2 separate regions of the Gossypium arboreum genome follow, and region 1 is linked to region 2. A link is a contact called in public Hi-C data. All regions are on one chromosome and are shown on one strand. The core of a region is the stretch at or near the end of the contact, and the rest is flanking DNA. Distances in the headings are between cores, read along the strand shown. Region 1 holds the start of LOC108460349 (probable methyltransferase PMT26). Region 2 holds the start of LOC108469888 (E3 ubiquitin-protein ligase RGLG3).

Region 1 (4,205 bases), core at 1,350-3,849, 220 kb after region 2:
ATGTTCAAGCACTGAAAATTCATAAGGTACACTCCAGTGACTGATTACTATGAATCCAAGATGGCTTATAACTAAATACTTAAAAATAAGGTTGTAAGTACCTTCTATGTGCCATGGAACTCTACATCGTGCACAATGAACAATATCAAATACTCTGCCAGGGTAGGGAAGTCTCTTAGTACCCATCACAGCAGACACAGCAGGAATTCCCCTTTCAAGTGCAAATTGTACTTGAGCTTCATGTTCATCTTTTGGTGCAAAGGACATGGCAACAACACTTCTGTCAAAAAGAAAACCTCCAAAGCTGGCAACCCCACATCCAACATCCAATACTACGCGAGACCGTTTTCCCCAAGCTACATCAGGCACAGACTGAAGAACAAGAAGTAAAAAATTAAGCACATATTGAGAGAACAAATTGCAAGAGGATATAATATCAACCATGAACAAACTAATATATGATGATAGATTACAGAAATCAAAATAGCAGATGCCTTACAAGAAACATAACTGATATATCATAACAATTGATCACGTATGATAAGAATTACCACTGTAATAATAGAGAACAAAAATGTGAAGACAATACATTCATTTGGAGCACTCACCTCTTCTATGAAGTCGATATAATGAAGCGCGCCGTGCTTAAACTGGGTTCCACCACCAGGAAATGTGAGGTATTCTCCAGTAACTTTCACCCAATTCTGATGCCCCTTAATTTGTGCCAATTTGGTATGGGGAACATTGTAGTACCAAATCTGCCGCGGCAGGAAAATATTTGTTACTGCATCTGATCAAGCCAAATATCAGAGCCAAAAAATGAACTAGCACATGTTATGTTAAAGTACCTTTTCCCTGCTTTTTGGCCACTCAATTGGACGCTTATATCGTTCAGGAAGAGGAACAAGGCAGGTTGGTGGTTCTTCTGGACAGTGCCTCTCTCGATGTTCATAATGTTTAGTAGAAGGAAGATGCCTGATTGCTTCCAAATTGTCAAGGCATGGGATATAATCAGGCCCCGCAGTGGAATTGCACAGCTTCCAACTATATTTCTTGGATGATAACTGAGTTTCCTTTTCAATCTTTGATTCTGTCGCCTGAGTAGAGAACGATCCAGTTTGGGTCACGGTTTCATTCAAAAGTTCAGATTGAGCACCAGATGGGAAAACTTCATTTGAGCTCTGGTTTTTCAGCTGACCATCATCTTTTGGTTCATCAGAGCTTTTTTCCAACTCATTATTATCATTTTGATCAACCTTCTCTTCTATCTGATTATCCGCCTGATCGCCATTAGTTTCGGAGGAGCTTTCATCTTGTTTCTTGTCACCATCATCAAGATCAGATTTCTCATTGTTCTCTTCAGATTTCTTGTCATTCTCATTTGAATCAGATTTCTTGTCAGTCTCATCCGAATCAGATTTCTTGTCGTCAGAATTCTCTAGGGAATCCCCTTGTCCACCCGAGTCGTCACCACTTTTCTCTCCACCTTCTGAAGCTGACTGCTCATCATGCTTCTTGGACTCATCCATTTGAGTGTCTTCATTTTTATCCTGATTTTCTTGTGTATTCAAGTTACCTTTACCATCATTTTCAGCTAAACTCACGTTCCCGTCCCCTTTGGTGGCATCATCAAGTAAATCCCCGCGGTTATCTTCAAAGTCTGAGGTGTTACTGCTGTCATTGTTATCACTGGTTACCGGTGTAACCTGATCTTCAACCTGATTTTTCTTTTCCTCAGCCGATCCGTTCCCGGTTTCAACAGGGACAACCGAGGACGACGTCAACATCCAAATCCCAACTAAACATAATCCCACGAAAACCACAATAGTGACAGTGGAACAATAACTCGAAGACGATTTCCTATTATTATTATTATTATCTACTCTACTATATTTCCCTAACGCCATGATCACTCAGTATTCCCTTCCTTTCTAGTCAATACTTCAAAATTCCACACCTGAAATCTATTTTCAAAAATAAAAGTTCAAAACTATATTTCAACGAAAAGCTAATGATTCATTAAAAAAAATGCAGCTCAAATAAGATCTAATAGAATTAAAAGCAAACACTAGCATATATAAACAAGTAACTACATATTTCAAAATTATAGTCAGAAACAACCAGATCTAGTCAAAATCCAACTAGATCTACAACAAACAAAGAAAACGAAATTTACCAGAAAATCCAAAACTGAAGAGATCTGAAAGAGAAAATTCTTAACTATCTTTACTGCTTCATTGTTTCTGCATTAAGCAAAGAATTCTAGCTTATAGCTGTCAATGGAAATTAAGGGGAAAAAAGCAATGAGAAAAAAGAAATCTAATTGATGGTTTAATACAAGGGAACTAGATTTTAGAGTTTATATAAGGAGAAAACAAGGCGTTGAAGAGACTAGAGAGAGCTAAAGTGACGGCCAAGGTAAAAGGAAAAAGCCGCGGAATCAATAAGAGGTATTTTTATTTTTGCAAAAAAATAACTATTGGATTGAGGATGCACTAATCAAATGACAATTTTGCCATTTTACAGATTGTATAACATGTTTTTGTTATGAAACGGAGAATAAATACAATAAAAAAACATAGAGATAGATGAATAAGGATATTTATAATCCTCTTCAAAGTTTATATATATAGATAAAATTTAAAAAAATATTATAGTGAAGGAAAAAAGTACTTGTATCTATAATGTATATAACATATTGTTTCATTCAAAATCTTATCTGAAAAATCTAATAGGACAAAACATTATTTTAGTAAAAAAAAGTACAACACGTATTTATTCTACTTATAAAAACATCACATAAGTATTTATATCGCCATTCTTTTGAAAGTCATAAGTGAGGAGAAATTTGGGGAAAATATGTGTTGATCTCTTTAGGAGTTTGCACAATAATCATCATAAACTTTGATCACGATCCTTCTATAAAAACATATGTTCAAATCAATTCAATAAATATTTACGAAAATATATTGAACAATTTCCTAATAATTTATATATGCTTCTAACATTCCAAATTTTTCAAAGATTTTAATATAAACGTCACTATATGGTGATTCATATAAAAATTGTAACAACTATCATTAGACGTATATCAAATTCTCATGAACTGTTACATTAATAAGATATCTAAAAGTTATTACATCCACCACAAAAGAATATTTTCATAATCAATGCCAAGACTTAGTGAAAAACTTTATATTTCTTATTTCTTTTTCGCAAAACTACTTCATTTGAACTCTCACTGGCTTTACACATTTAAATATTTGGACTATTGGTCCAAAAACTTCACGAATTTAATTCTACTTGAGTTGTATCTTTCTATTTTGACCAAAATATTTTATGTAAATATTTCTGAACAAATTTTGTAACACCCCTAACCCATATTCGTCTCCAGTACAAGGTTACGGAGTATTACCGGAGTTTATAGAACAAATATAGTTAATTCATATCATTTACTATTCATATTCGAAATCAATCATATTGTCCCTTAAATGAGCCCTCGAGACCCAAAATATGCATTTAAAACAAGTCAGGACTAAACTGGGAACTCAAAGAATTTTTTGCAAAATCTCAAAAATTTTCCAATGTGTAAGGGACACACGCCCGTGTGGCTAGGCTGTGTATCTCACACGGTCGAGAGACACACCCGTGTCTCAAGCCGTGTGGACATTCGAAAACCCGTGTCTAAATTAAGGTGGTTACTGACTTGGGTCACACGACCAAGCCACATGCTAGTGTGTTAGGCCGTGTGAACATTTTAATTTACATTAATTAGGTGCAGGGGCACATGGCCAAGTCATACACCCGTGTGCCAGGCCGTATGCCACACAAGGCTGAGACATACGCCCGTGTCTCTGCCCGTGTGAAAAACCTGAGCATTATGTTTTGCAATTTTAAAGATGCAGAGGAGACACGACCGAACCACACGCCCGTGCGCATGGCCATTGTCACACAGGCTGAGACACACGCCTGTGTCTATGCCTGTGTGGACAAAATAAGGCCATTTCCAAGCCTTATTTCTCACCCAAACTGGTCTTTCACCTACATTAACATTTTAACACATTCCCAATCCAATATAAATCATTCAAATCAAGCCAAAATAATTTTTATGTAAGACATATCAAGACATATGCTCAAGTATCTATACTTACCAAAATACCATATGTACATATAGGCATGTTCTATCAATTTTACTATCATAATCA
Region 2 (4,421 bases), core at 873-3,372:
ATCCCTCTTTGTTTCTCAATGTATTTAATTACTCCAGCTAATGTGCATCATCAGCCTGCATTCAATAATTTAAAACCATCCAAATCATCCTTTAAATTTAAGATGAATGATTTTGTATTAATCTTTCCATGATAACCAACCAGTTCTGGAATTAATTTTTTGCTGTTCAATATGTTTAAATTTAAGGTATCAGTTCGAAACATCAGAACAGGTCACTTTTCTTTCTAGACTGGCAATTGACTGTGAAAGTGTTATTTTTCAAACAAGACTAAGCAGCCACCCAAAAAAAAAAAAAAAAAACAAAGAATATGCCATTCTATAATGGTATGAGCCATATTTTCACCTTATGAGTTGAACTATCAACAAATAATATCTCCTATTATACAAATTAATAATTCAAAGCTAAAGTAACAGTAAAAACCTGATCCAAAGAACTAAAATTGTCAGGTATAAACGGGGCTTGCTGCCTGGGTTGATAGTTTCGATCCATTGAACTTCCTGCTAGGGAAGAAGGTTCATAAGAAGGTTGATGCCAAAAGTCAGTTTGAAGCGAATCATCATATCCTGATTCTGTATTTCCCATACCTGAGGTGAGGAATTGGTACCTTTACTAAAACAGAAACACATCTTTACAATTGTCAGGAAATGCTAATTTATTCTTTCCTTTTTCATTTTTTTTCAAAGAAGACTAGTTTATTCTTACATACAAATACCGCATAAGGCACAACACTTACAGTTTCTTTTTCAAGCATTTACTCTCTCAGAGCTTCATTCATTAACTTGCATTGCAAAGAGTTCCATTCCAGCATATACGAATTCAGCCTCAGGTGAGAAACTAAAATTTATAACCAACTACTTTAAAAAATAATAAGAGCTAGGATACAAATAACTTCAAGAACTGCTACAATTCATGCAGAGATGAATTTACAAGATTCCGAATTCAAAAACAAACAATAATTTTGAAAAGGGTTAATAAAAAAAATGTGTGATCTTACTTCTAAATGGAACAATTCTAATAGCAATATTTACCATTTAATCAATGATTTTGCTTACAACTGATCACTTTTACTCTATAGAAAACTCGTGGAAATAAAACGCCAATTCAATACAGATAGGAGAAGCCATTTTCTTTAAAAAACTAAATAAATCAAACCCAAGTCAAGATGATACAGATTAGCCCTTTCTTCTTGCACGAAAGATCATACAATTTCCGAAGGAATTGAAGTTATATATCTTTTCCAGTTTCAAATTAGAGTATTTATGTGTTTCCATGACACTTTTAAGACCCCAAAATTTTGGACAAATTCCACTAGAAAATAAGCAAAAAGAAAACAGCAATAAAGAAAATATTAACTCAGAAAAGCATATATATACCCCTAAAAAATCCAAAACAGTTTAACAGAGCCACAACCTTTATCTATCTGAAGTTTGTTTATCTATCATAAATCCTATAATTTCCATTTTAAAAGCAATAAGAAGCTAAGAAACCATAGAAAATAAAATAAAAACTAAAACGTTCAAAGCTGGATTTGCTATTCCAAAACTCCCCCTTTTTAACTTCTTCGATAATCATATCCAGCAATCAACTAGAAATTTATGGGAAAAAAATGGATTTCTCTATTAGATGAAAACAACTTTATACTCAGTTTCTTTAATTAGACCCATTTCTATTTTCATCCAACTTACTTCCTAGCAATAAGAATAATCTAAATTAATTCAAATTCCATTCCTTCAATAAAAATCATATATACACTAAAGAAATGAAGAAACAGATCAAAGATGGTAAAAGTAATCCAACAAATGCAAAAATTAAAATTAAAAAGAAGAGGAAGAAGTCATTTGCATGGAAACAAAGGGAACTTTGTTGAGAAAGTTACCTTTCTGATAAGAGAGAGAAAAGAAAAACGAACAGTGATGAAGATTCAATTGGATTGAAATCTGTTTGAGTATAAAAAAACGATATTCATGAATAAAGACGCTTTTGTTGACGATTTTTTAGAATTTTTCATGGCTTTTCTTTTCTTGTCCGACGGTTCACTAGTCTTATTTCAGTTTCAACACCCGAATATTCTAGTCCTACAGGACTACTTCCATTATTTGCTGTCACAGTCCAGTAATTATCGTTGGATTCATTATCTTTTGCTGCCATGTAGATTTGTAACAGATTCGTTGACTTTGCTAGCCAATAGTGATCAGAACGTGGACCAGATTAGTACGTTATATATACATATATCATATAATATAAAAATATTCCTAAAAAATTATCTTTTTCTTTCTTTCTTTTTTAACTTTTTTAATTCTATTAGTATTGATATTGTTATTATAGTTGGAATATGTGAGTGCTCAAATGCTCTTTATCCTTTTATTTAAAAGTTAGAAAAATTATGAATAATTTTAAATATATTATAAAAATCATTCATCAATTCAATGATTGAAAAAGAATGCATCGTGTTAATTATTTATTAAATAAATTATCATTACAAATCGGTAGAGCAAGTCACCAAATAGAAATATTCTATCACACAAAAGAGCATAATAATTTGTATTGAAAAAAGAGAAGATTTTAGCAAAATATAAATTTGAAAAATAAATTTAAACAAAAATTGAGAACATGTCAAACCTAATGAAGGACTTTTTTGACTCAGGCCCAAATTAGCATGCTTACACATCTCTCTCCTCCCCACAGCTCATCCATGCCAAAGCCCAAAAGAAAAAGGACCCAAACTGAAAAGTGACAACCCTTTTGTCCTATACATCCAAGTACCCCAAACTTTAAAGACTAAAAAGTGAAAACCTAGCTACTACTTTCAAGTGTCAGCAGAAGCTTTTAGTTGAATCAACATTTCAGTATTTCCCTAATCAGGTCTAAATCTCCTTTTTTTTTTTCTTTTTCTTTATTCAACATTTTAGTTGGATTTTGTCTTCTTCTTTTTTTGTAGATTTATAATTTTTTGGTGATTTTTAGAGAAAAATAATTGAAAAAATGAACTATTGAAATTTAAAAATTGCAACAGATGAAGTCAAGAACTTTTTTGGGTAAGGTTATGGTAATTAAAAATGGTGGTCACGGTGGTTAGAAGTGGAGGAGAAACCGGAAAGAAACTTTTTTTTTTTTAGTTTTTCTAAGTTTAATAAAAAGAAAATGAAAATGAACAGATTGAGAAAAGAGAAAAGTATGGAATGATTAAAAAAGGCTTTAACTTGTATATTTCCAAAAATAAATATTTTATTAAATTATATTTAAAATTATTTTAAATAAAAATTTAATAATACTTTTTGAACTTATCTAAAATATTTTTAATTTATATTTAACATTTTTTAATAGATCCCTGTACTTGTCTATAAATTTTAAAGGTCTAGTTGAACCCCACGCTATTGACTTTTGTTAATAAACAAATTTTCCTCTCTTTAAATTTTAATCCATATGTTTAAGCTTTACATGATTAATCAGTCTTCCATATTGCTTAATGATTTTCAGTAGGTACTTGATATGCATGGGTGAATTAAACATATATGCTGATTTTTTTTTAATTTAAGTAATTATATTTTTTTATTTACCAGGATCTATTTTTTTTAGCAGAGAAATAAAAACAAGACCTACAAGACGCGTTTTCACTTTGTTAAATTTTTTTCTTGCAATTGGAAATTAGAAGTTTATAGATTTATTTTTATTTGTGTTTGAGATAAACATTGTTTTAGTTTTAACGTATGTTTGAATTTACGGTGATGCCGTGGAGCGCGGTGACCTAAAAATTTCTCCTGCCGTGTGAGGATGGAGCCATCACCTGAGAAGCCAGGATTGCATTGCAACTTAAGGTCCCAGTTGGCGCAGATTAAACAGTCACAGGCTGAAGTGTATATAGGGCTTCAAGTTTACAAAAGTCATGCTGTCAAAGGATGGAGTATAACAAAGGGGCTAGTTGAAAGTGGTTATGCAGACACGACAACGAGTTTCACCTCATCAGTAGAGGATGTTTTATAAAACTCATGAAGTCTAAGATCATGGTCATATAAAAAAACATAGAGGCCTTCCAATATAATCAAGTAATTCGTTTTATTCGTCTTTACCAAAAGCGGTGAACTCGTTACTATAACCTGTGACAGAGTTGGCAGCAATAAGGTTTCCAATAGAGAGGAGTTGTGTGGTGCAGAAAAGATAAATTGCGAATCAGACCGACAGCGGTTGCTTGGTGAAACATGAATCTGGTCAGCACTTGTTGTCTGTTGATTATTGGCAACAAGTGCCGACCCAATTCACGTTTCACCAAGCAAATGTTGTCATCTCGATTAATGTTTCATCTTTTCTGCACTGCACGACAATTCCTCTTAGCTGGAAACCCTATTTTCACCAACTCTGTCACAGGTTAATTAATTTGTCGTAATTTGGTGTAGCAGATTAAACTAGTTTTCATACTTAAGGA

What was found. A called contact is a pair of places that touch in the nucleus more often than the background predicts.
Region 1: a Hi-C map of leaf shows a contact between it and region 2, with 4 times the contacts expected there. The contact joins the promoter of LOC108460349 here to the promoter of LOC108469888 in region 2. A contact is called at or near these places in 2 of 5 Hi-C or Micro-C datasets (both in leaf).

What each region holds. Positions count from the first base shown.
Region 1 is chr12:31,413,910-31,418,114 of ASM2569848v2, forward strand. It overlaps LOC108460349 (probable methyltransferase PMT26), which reads right to left and starts at 2,600. Exons shown (of 9, transcript XM_017759806.2): 1 at 2,177-2,600; 2 at 849-1,964; 3 at 609-758; 4 at 102-372. The coding sequence starts at 1,907.
Region 2 is chr12:31,189,772-31,194,192 of ASM2569848v2, forward strand. LOC108469888 (E3 ubiquitin-protein ligase RGLG3) reads right to left here and starts at 2,123. Exons shown (of 13, transcript XM_053023040.1): 1 at 1,878-2,123; 2 at 586-605; 3 at 422-498. The coding sequence starts at 490.